Linked DNA regions of Ovis aries: region 2 is linked to region 1. Evidence: chromatin contacts called from public Hi-C data. All regions are on one chromosome and are shown on one strand. Each heading gives the region's core, a stretch centred on a gene start, on an enhancer-like site or on the middle of the called end of the contact. The rest is flanking DNA. Distances are from core to core; before and after follow the strand shown. Region 1 overlaps CAPN13 (calpain 13). Region 2 has its middle 33 kb from the start of CAPN13.

Evidence for each region. Hi-C and Micro-C count contacts between places; a contact is called where the count stands out from the background.
Region 2: a Hi-C map of liver shows a contact between it and region 1, with 3 times the contacts expected there. The contact joins two enhancer-like sites. A contact is called at or near these places in 10 of 16 Hi-C or Micro-C datasets (blood, hypothalamus, liver and 4 more).

The regions. Positions count from the first base shown.
Region 1 is chr3:37,553,966-37,557,414 of ARS-UI_Ramb_v3.0, reverse strand. All of the region lies in intron 22 of CAPN13 (calpain 13), which reads left to right. Among named protein-coding and RNA genes, the nearest start is that of CAPN13, 88 kb to the left of the region's middle. Within about 2 kb of position 1,729, at least 1 of the 54 cell types and tissues checked has an H3K27ac peak or open chromatin away from gene starts, as enhancers often do. A contact at or near this core is called in liver, where this site is marked.
Region 2 is chr3:37,674,617-37,678,065 of ARS-UI_Ramb_v3.0, reverse strand. No RefSeq gene overlaps it. Among named protein-coding and RNA genes, the nearest start is that of CAPN13, 33 kb to the right of the region's middle. Within about 2 kb of position 1,890, at least 2 of the 54 cell types and tissues checked have an H3K27ac peak or open chromatin away from gene starts, as enhancers often do. A contact at or near this core is called in liver, where this site is marked.

The sequences.
Region 1 (3,449 bases), core at 480-2,979:
GGAACATCACTTGAATCCAGAAGATAAGCCCTTGAGGAAAGCCACTCTTCCCGGGGAGTCCTCTGGACAGAGGACAGAGTCCCTGTTCTCAGCCCTTCGGTCCTGTCCATGGAGTCATAGGAACATCTGCTCCCCAGCTTTCCCTCCCCTCTGCTGCAGGTACTCTGGAGCTAAAAGGACAGTGGTTTGCACTCAGACAGGGCAGAGTAGGGTGGGTAGGGTGCATCTGGAGGATTTTGAAGAATGAAGTAGAGTCACTGCCGTCCGCTGGAGCCGCGGGTGTGATGGAGCTCGGCCAGCCTCGCTAGCGCGTGGCACACTGTGTTGCCTGGTGACCTGAGAGTAGCATCTGTGGGGAGGGGGCCTGCCTCTGCAGTCACTCGGAGAGAGGAAAAGCTTCTTTACCCACCCTGGGGCTCTGCAGTCACTCAGAGAGAGGAAAAGCTTCTTTACCCACCCTGGGCCTTCTGTGTTTGAGTGTCTGTATCTTTCCCTAGGATGAGTTCTCAGTGATCACTCGAGAATCTGGCTCTTGTTCCACTGAGCTGTGTTGCCCCCATGGGTGATATACATCAAAGCCTGCCCTGCCTGGACGTAGTCAAAGCTGCCTTCGAGGAGCCTGGGCCGGGTCCTCAGCTGGGTCAAGCTCTGGTTTGCCCAAGGTCATAAAACAGGTTATCTGAATATTTCGGGACACCAACCTGGAATCCCAGGAGAAAGAAGCAGAAGATGTTCCTTTGTGGGAAAGCAGGGGAAAAGCCACATCTCGGTCCTCTCCCACCAACTAGTCATTTCTCAGTCTGTCCACCCACAGGATGCTGTGCGTGACATGGGAGTGGTTCACTGGGTGTTTGCAGAATTAATCATACTCTCCGATATCTGAATCCTGACTGTTTCACAGCCAGATGGCAAAATAAAACATGGTTCCCATAAAGGTCTTCAACTTCATGACAAGTAAGATCTTAGTTCTGGATGAAAAATGCCTTTGGGTAAGGGGAAATCCAACCAGCAAGGCAAGCACCTCCTTCCCTCCCATTCTGTAACATCATCAGACAGTTCCAAAAGATCACGGCCCAGTAGAGTGCAGAAGAGATTCCAGAGTGACCAGGCCAGACCTCACTCGGGAGAACTGGCATTTGAGAACTCATTCCTGGATGCATCTGTCCAGTGAGGGAACACTTGAAAATGTGTGTGTCAAGAATAGGAGGGCAGGAACCTTCCAAAGTGTGACTTTTCTGAGAAGAAACAATCAAAATGTAGGTGGCATGGGCAAGGGTATGCCATCATGCAAATACCCACGCTCAGGAACTAGGTTAGCATTTGGAGGCAGATGTCCTGGTCAAGGAACAAACACACAGCCAGCTAACTGCCTCTCACAGGGGCTGCTGCTAAGGGTTTGCAGTCATTTCAGTAGCACAGCAGGTGAGACACACAGCATAGCCTGGGCCACATCATTGTGCGTCCTTGCCCTGTGCTCGGCTAACCAGGACAGATGGCCATGGTTAGCAGCGTGGGCTTCAGAGGTAGACAGAGCTAATGCCTGAAGACCCACATCCTAGGCTGTTGTGCAAAACAATGAGTCCTGACCAATCAAGACAGACTGTTTCAAAATAAAAGGAGAAAGTTCAGAAAAAAATGAATGAGCTATTTTGGCAGGACTCAGAGATGACCTTCACCTACCTGTACTTTCAGGTAGAAAGTCCAACATGCCTGCACACTTTGCTGAACCAAACAGCTGGACTAAAACCCAGCTTGGCCTAGGGAGCCCTCAGTGGAGGAGCAGGAAGAACCGTCTTGCTTCCCCAGAGCCAGGGGTGACCCTAGTGAGGGCGGATATCTGAAAGTGCATGTGCACAGACACACAGACACACACACACAGACACACACAGAGACACACACACCCCAGGGAAGCCTAGCCCCAGAGAACAGTTCCACATGCAAGCCCACTGATCAGGGAGGACATCAGTCTTGCTTCTCCCTAGAACAGAAACAGTTTCCTTTGAGCAATTGCTCCTCACCACCTCCAGGCAGAGGCAGGACTGCCCTGGAACAGCACAGCGCGTGTATGCGCCTCCCCTCCCTAACCCCTGTGCCCCATCAGGGCCCTGACCCCCGGGACAGAGTCCACAAGGGCCTTAGATGATAACCAACTCAGCCCAGTGATGGGTTTTCCAATCTCAAGAACATGAACCTCACATTCAATTCACTTGTGTTTTAAATTAAGAATGGAGATACTATAACTTATCCAGTGTAAACATTTAAAGCCTGAAGTTTCATATAATAGCCCATTAGGAGGTGGGGCTCGGAACAGGGAAAGGGGAGAGACTGTGGAATGGAAGTAAAGGTTAGGGGGAAGGGAGGAGCAGAGAGCGCAGCAGGCAGCATCAGGCAAGTTAAACAGGAGCTGCTCAAGCTATCTTACGAAGGAGTTTAGCACAGGGAGCGAGTTGCTCACAAATCTGTTGGATCAGCTGGAGGAGCACAGGCCAGATAAAGAAAGAAAGTCAAGTCGCTCAGTCGTATCCGACTCTTTGAGACCCCACGACTGTAGTCCACCAGGCTCCTCTATCCATGGAATTTTCCAGGCAAGAGTACCAGAGTTTGTTGCCATTTCCTTCTCCAGGGGATCTTCCTGACCCAGGGATCGAACCCGGGTATCGCGCACTGCAGGCAGATGCTTTGCTGTCTGAGCCAGCAGGGAAGCCCTAGGCCAGAGAAGATCACCACTAAGTCCCAGGTTCACCACCGAGAGAGAAAGAGAGAACGACGAAGCTGCCGCCGCCAGCCTCGTCAGACATTATAGGGAGTGGCCAGAAATGGTCACGGCTGCCTGTAGCCCTAAGCGGGTGAATTTCCGGACAATGTTTCACAACTTCTGAAGCCCACGTGTCTGCCCACCCTGCCCAGAGGCAGAATAAGGCTTCTGCCTCTCTGCTGCCTTCCAAATCATAAGTGCAGAGGAAAGAGAAAAATGTGGGGAGGAGGAATGACAAGCAGATGGAGATGGAGAGCTGGGGCGGTGGGGGGAGGATGATTCAGACAGACAGGGGGAGGACAGATGAGGCATGCAGGGAGCAATACAGATAAATAAGATGGGAGAGACCAGTGACAAGAGATTAAAACAGAAGGAGGAAGGCTGAGGTCTATGGGTGTTGATGGGAGTGGAGGCCATAGAGCCCAATCATTCAAAATCTGTTGCCGGTGGAAATGTTGACTTACGATGCCAATCAGGTTGTGGCTCTCAGACTTCATTGTGCATAAAAGTCACATGGAATAACTTTTATAACAAGCTTTAGAAATTCTGATCCAGAAAGTCTGATGCTAGGGGCTTCCCTTGTGGCTCTGACGGTAAAGAATCCACCTGCAATGTGGGAGACCTAGGTTCAGTCCCTGGATTGGAAAGATTCCCTAGAGGAGGGCATGGCAACCCACTCTAGTATTCTTGCCTG
Region 2 (3,449 bases), core at 641-3,140, 120 kb before region 1:
TGCCAAATAGGGATGCAGTGGAAGTTTGCTGTTGGTGATGCTCAGAGAAACTTTCTTATAATCTTGGCAAAACATACCAGGTACCCCCAGATGCATCAGTTATTCTTCAGTGGCTATGCTTCTTTTTACAGAAGGGAGATGAAAACAAAATTGGAAGACTTGAAGCAGAAAGCCTATTGATTTTTAATCCTTTTTTTTTTTTTTTATCATCTAAGTAGTTCAAGGTGTATTCCTCATGTCATGGCATTCCTCTCCTGGAAACTGTGAGAACTGACCTGTAAGGCCTGGATGGCATCAAGTGATATGACCTAAACACACTTTAAAGAAAACCTCTCTAGTCAACATTAGTTTTTCCTCAGTGAAATGTTTGGACCTTTACTAACTATTCTTTCTCTTTAGGTTCTTGCCAGGAGAGGATTTTTTTAAAAATAGATTAAAGCATGAATCCATTAACCAGTAATTTAACTTCTAAGCTCTTATTCTTTTAAATTATTTTCTCATCACATAATAGAACCAAGGCACATCTGACCTAGAAAACAGCTTAGGCAACCTCCAGTCCATAAAACTGACAGGATGAAAGAGTTACTACTTATCCAGGTTTATGCAACCACTGGTCTGTGTTCTCTCCACCATAATTGTATGGATATATAAAATTCTCCCCATTTTACAGATGGGTAAGGAGCTGAGCTAGCATTTCTATCCAGGTCTACCTGGCTCTGAGACTGGGACTCTTCCTCTGTACCTTAACCTTTCCAATCATTTCTTGGACAAGGACACGGAGACCCAGAGAGTTGTCAGAACTCCAGCAGTAAGGGCCTGACCCTTTGTTTTTGTGCTCCATTCAGTTCCACCCTCTGACCTCAGATGTACAGTCCCATCCCCACTCAGCTTGCACGTGTCACCCCTTCTCCCATAAAAAGTAACAATGCCTTCATTTGCCATCCAAGCCCCACTGACCCAGTTTGGTACCAACCTTCTGTGCACCATCCCTCATCTCCACTCAGTCAAAGGAGGTGTCTGAGCAAGTTCAGTGCTTGCATTCCTTCTCTACTCTCAGAATTGAGCTGTTTTTTCTTGCCACAGTGAATATATACATATACGCGCACACACAAATTGCATACCTGTATACTGACAAAGGTGTTTTGGCATTAAACACAAAGATGCTTATTACAGCAATATACATTACAGTAAAAAGTAAAAACAACATACATGGTCATCATAACAGAAATGTTAAGAATAAAGTATTTCTACTCTGTAGATTAATATAAAGCCACTGAAAGGCAAATAAGAGCCCGTGACAGGGGAGTATGCGGCTTCCCGCAAAGGGCACAACTGAAAGAGGAGAGAGTCTATCTCCCTGAGGTGTCGTGGGCATATACAGCATTGAGCAAAACCAGAAATGGCTGAAATGGACCCCAGGATAATAATAACAACAAAAGCAGTGAAAATGTGAGCTAATCAAGCTTTGCATTCATTTTTAAGTTCAAGTTTCCAGTACTTGCCAGCTTCTCCTTGAAGCGGTCCCTCAGGGTAGCTGGGAGAATAAAAAAGCACAATGGGCTTAGAGTCAGAAACCATTAGTTCAAGGCCCTGCTGGGTCACTGAGACTTCCGGGTGCCCATCTGTTAAATGGGGGGGGGATTCCATCTACTGAGGAGCTGCCTTGAGCAAAACGGGTAGCTATTAGCATTCCCTGGAGTGTGTCTCCCTGCTGTTCCATTGTTCAGGGCTTTCTCCAAGCACAGCGAGAGTTAGGGCAGCTTCCACATGGCAGCCAGGCAGAAAAGGGGGCCAACCACTACCGCTTGGATTTGCCCACCCACCCACCAGGTTCGGCCTTAACCTGAGGAATCAAGTTGTTATGTAGCAGTTTTTCCACAAGGTGGCAGGCTTGGGGAGGCAGGAACCCGCCATGGCTCCCCCTGGAGTCCTGCTGTATATGTGGGTTCTGCTGAACCAGAATATTAAAACTGGGCTTAGCAACGATGTTAATAGCTGCACATACCTTCGGGGCTTCTCATGCCTTAGCAACCATTTAGAGGACAATTTCCAGACCCTGGTCAGTGCACAAGGCAATTACTACTGTGTATTTCCATAGAAGATTATTGTCCCCGAATGTTCTTACAAATTGTTTAGTTCAGCCCGGTGTGCTAGTGGAAGCCTTGGCGGAATGACTTCAGCCCTGGACTGTTACACTTCAGCACTGACCTGGGGTCTGTCCTCCAAGGCCACGGAGGCTGGGAGCTTACTCACCTGATTTGCTTTTCAAGCCTCTAACTCAGAATCATGTGAGATGGAGAAGAACAGGGATTTCAAAATTTCTAAGCAGCAGAGGATTTTTTTTCCCCCAAATGAAATCACATCTGGAACGTATGTGTTTACTTTATAATTTATAATTAATAATACTTTTTTTCGAAGTCAATCAGTGACAACACTGAGACTGTTTTGATTAACAAATAAGATTAAATCAGGAACCATGGATGACAGTTGCATTTTTATATCAACTTCAGTATCTGATTTATATCTGTATTTTATTCGAGTTGTATTAATAATGCATAACAACTAATACTTCAGCACAGCTCTGAGTACTTCAAGTATTTTAACTCATTTAAGCCTCGGAACCCTTAACAGATTATATTATCATTCCCAGGGGAGGAAATAGAGACCCAGACATTTGGTTAACACTTGGTTAAGTGGCCCAAGATCACATAGCTGGGGAATGGCCAGAGCTGGGTTTCGAATCCAGACAATCTAGATCCATAATCCAGGATTGGAGTAACTAGTTTCTTCTGCAGCTCCCAATGAAAAGCCTTGTGTGTGTGTGTGTGTGTGTGTGTGTGTATTTATTTATTTATTCTCTACAACTACATATATATATGTAGTTGTAGAGAATAAATTTTAATTGCCTGCCCTGCAAACTTGGGCTATTCCTTAATTAAACTGGGAGGGCAGAAAAGTCTTATTCCAGGTTCTAACAAAAAATAATAAATAACCAAGCCCCTAAAGCACTCCCATTAGGATTTGGGGAATAGTTTGAAATTCCTGACCCAGAGCACCAGGGACATATTGAAGGAGCAATCAGTCTGTCAAGCACATGTGGAGAGGACCCTCAGGGTAGAGCAGAGGCAAAGACATTGGCTGGCATTTCACCAAATGGAAATCTCTAGTCTCTGGCACTACCCATAGTCCCCATTACAAATCTTTCCAGCTGGTAAACAGAATGATGCCACTGACATTTAATTGAAATGTCAGCACATTTAGAAACAGCCCTGATGAAACTGCCAAGTTAAAGTTATCGCTGATGACTTAAGCTAAATGGAAACAGAAAATCACCACTAACACCCACCACCCCCACACATACACATACCCGCACTGTAATATCAGACAGAGAGAAAGCAGAGAGCTTCAGCTGTCCAAGAAAAATTTACAGATAGTTTTTAAATGGAGTT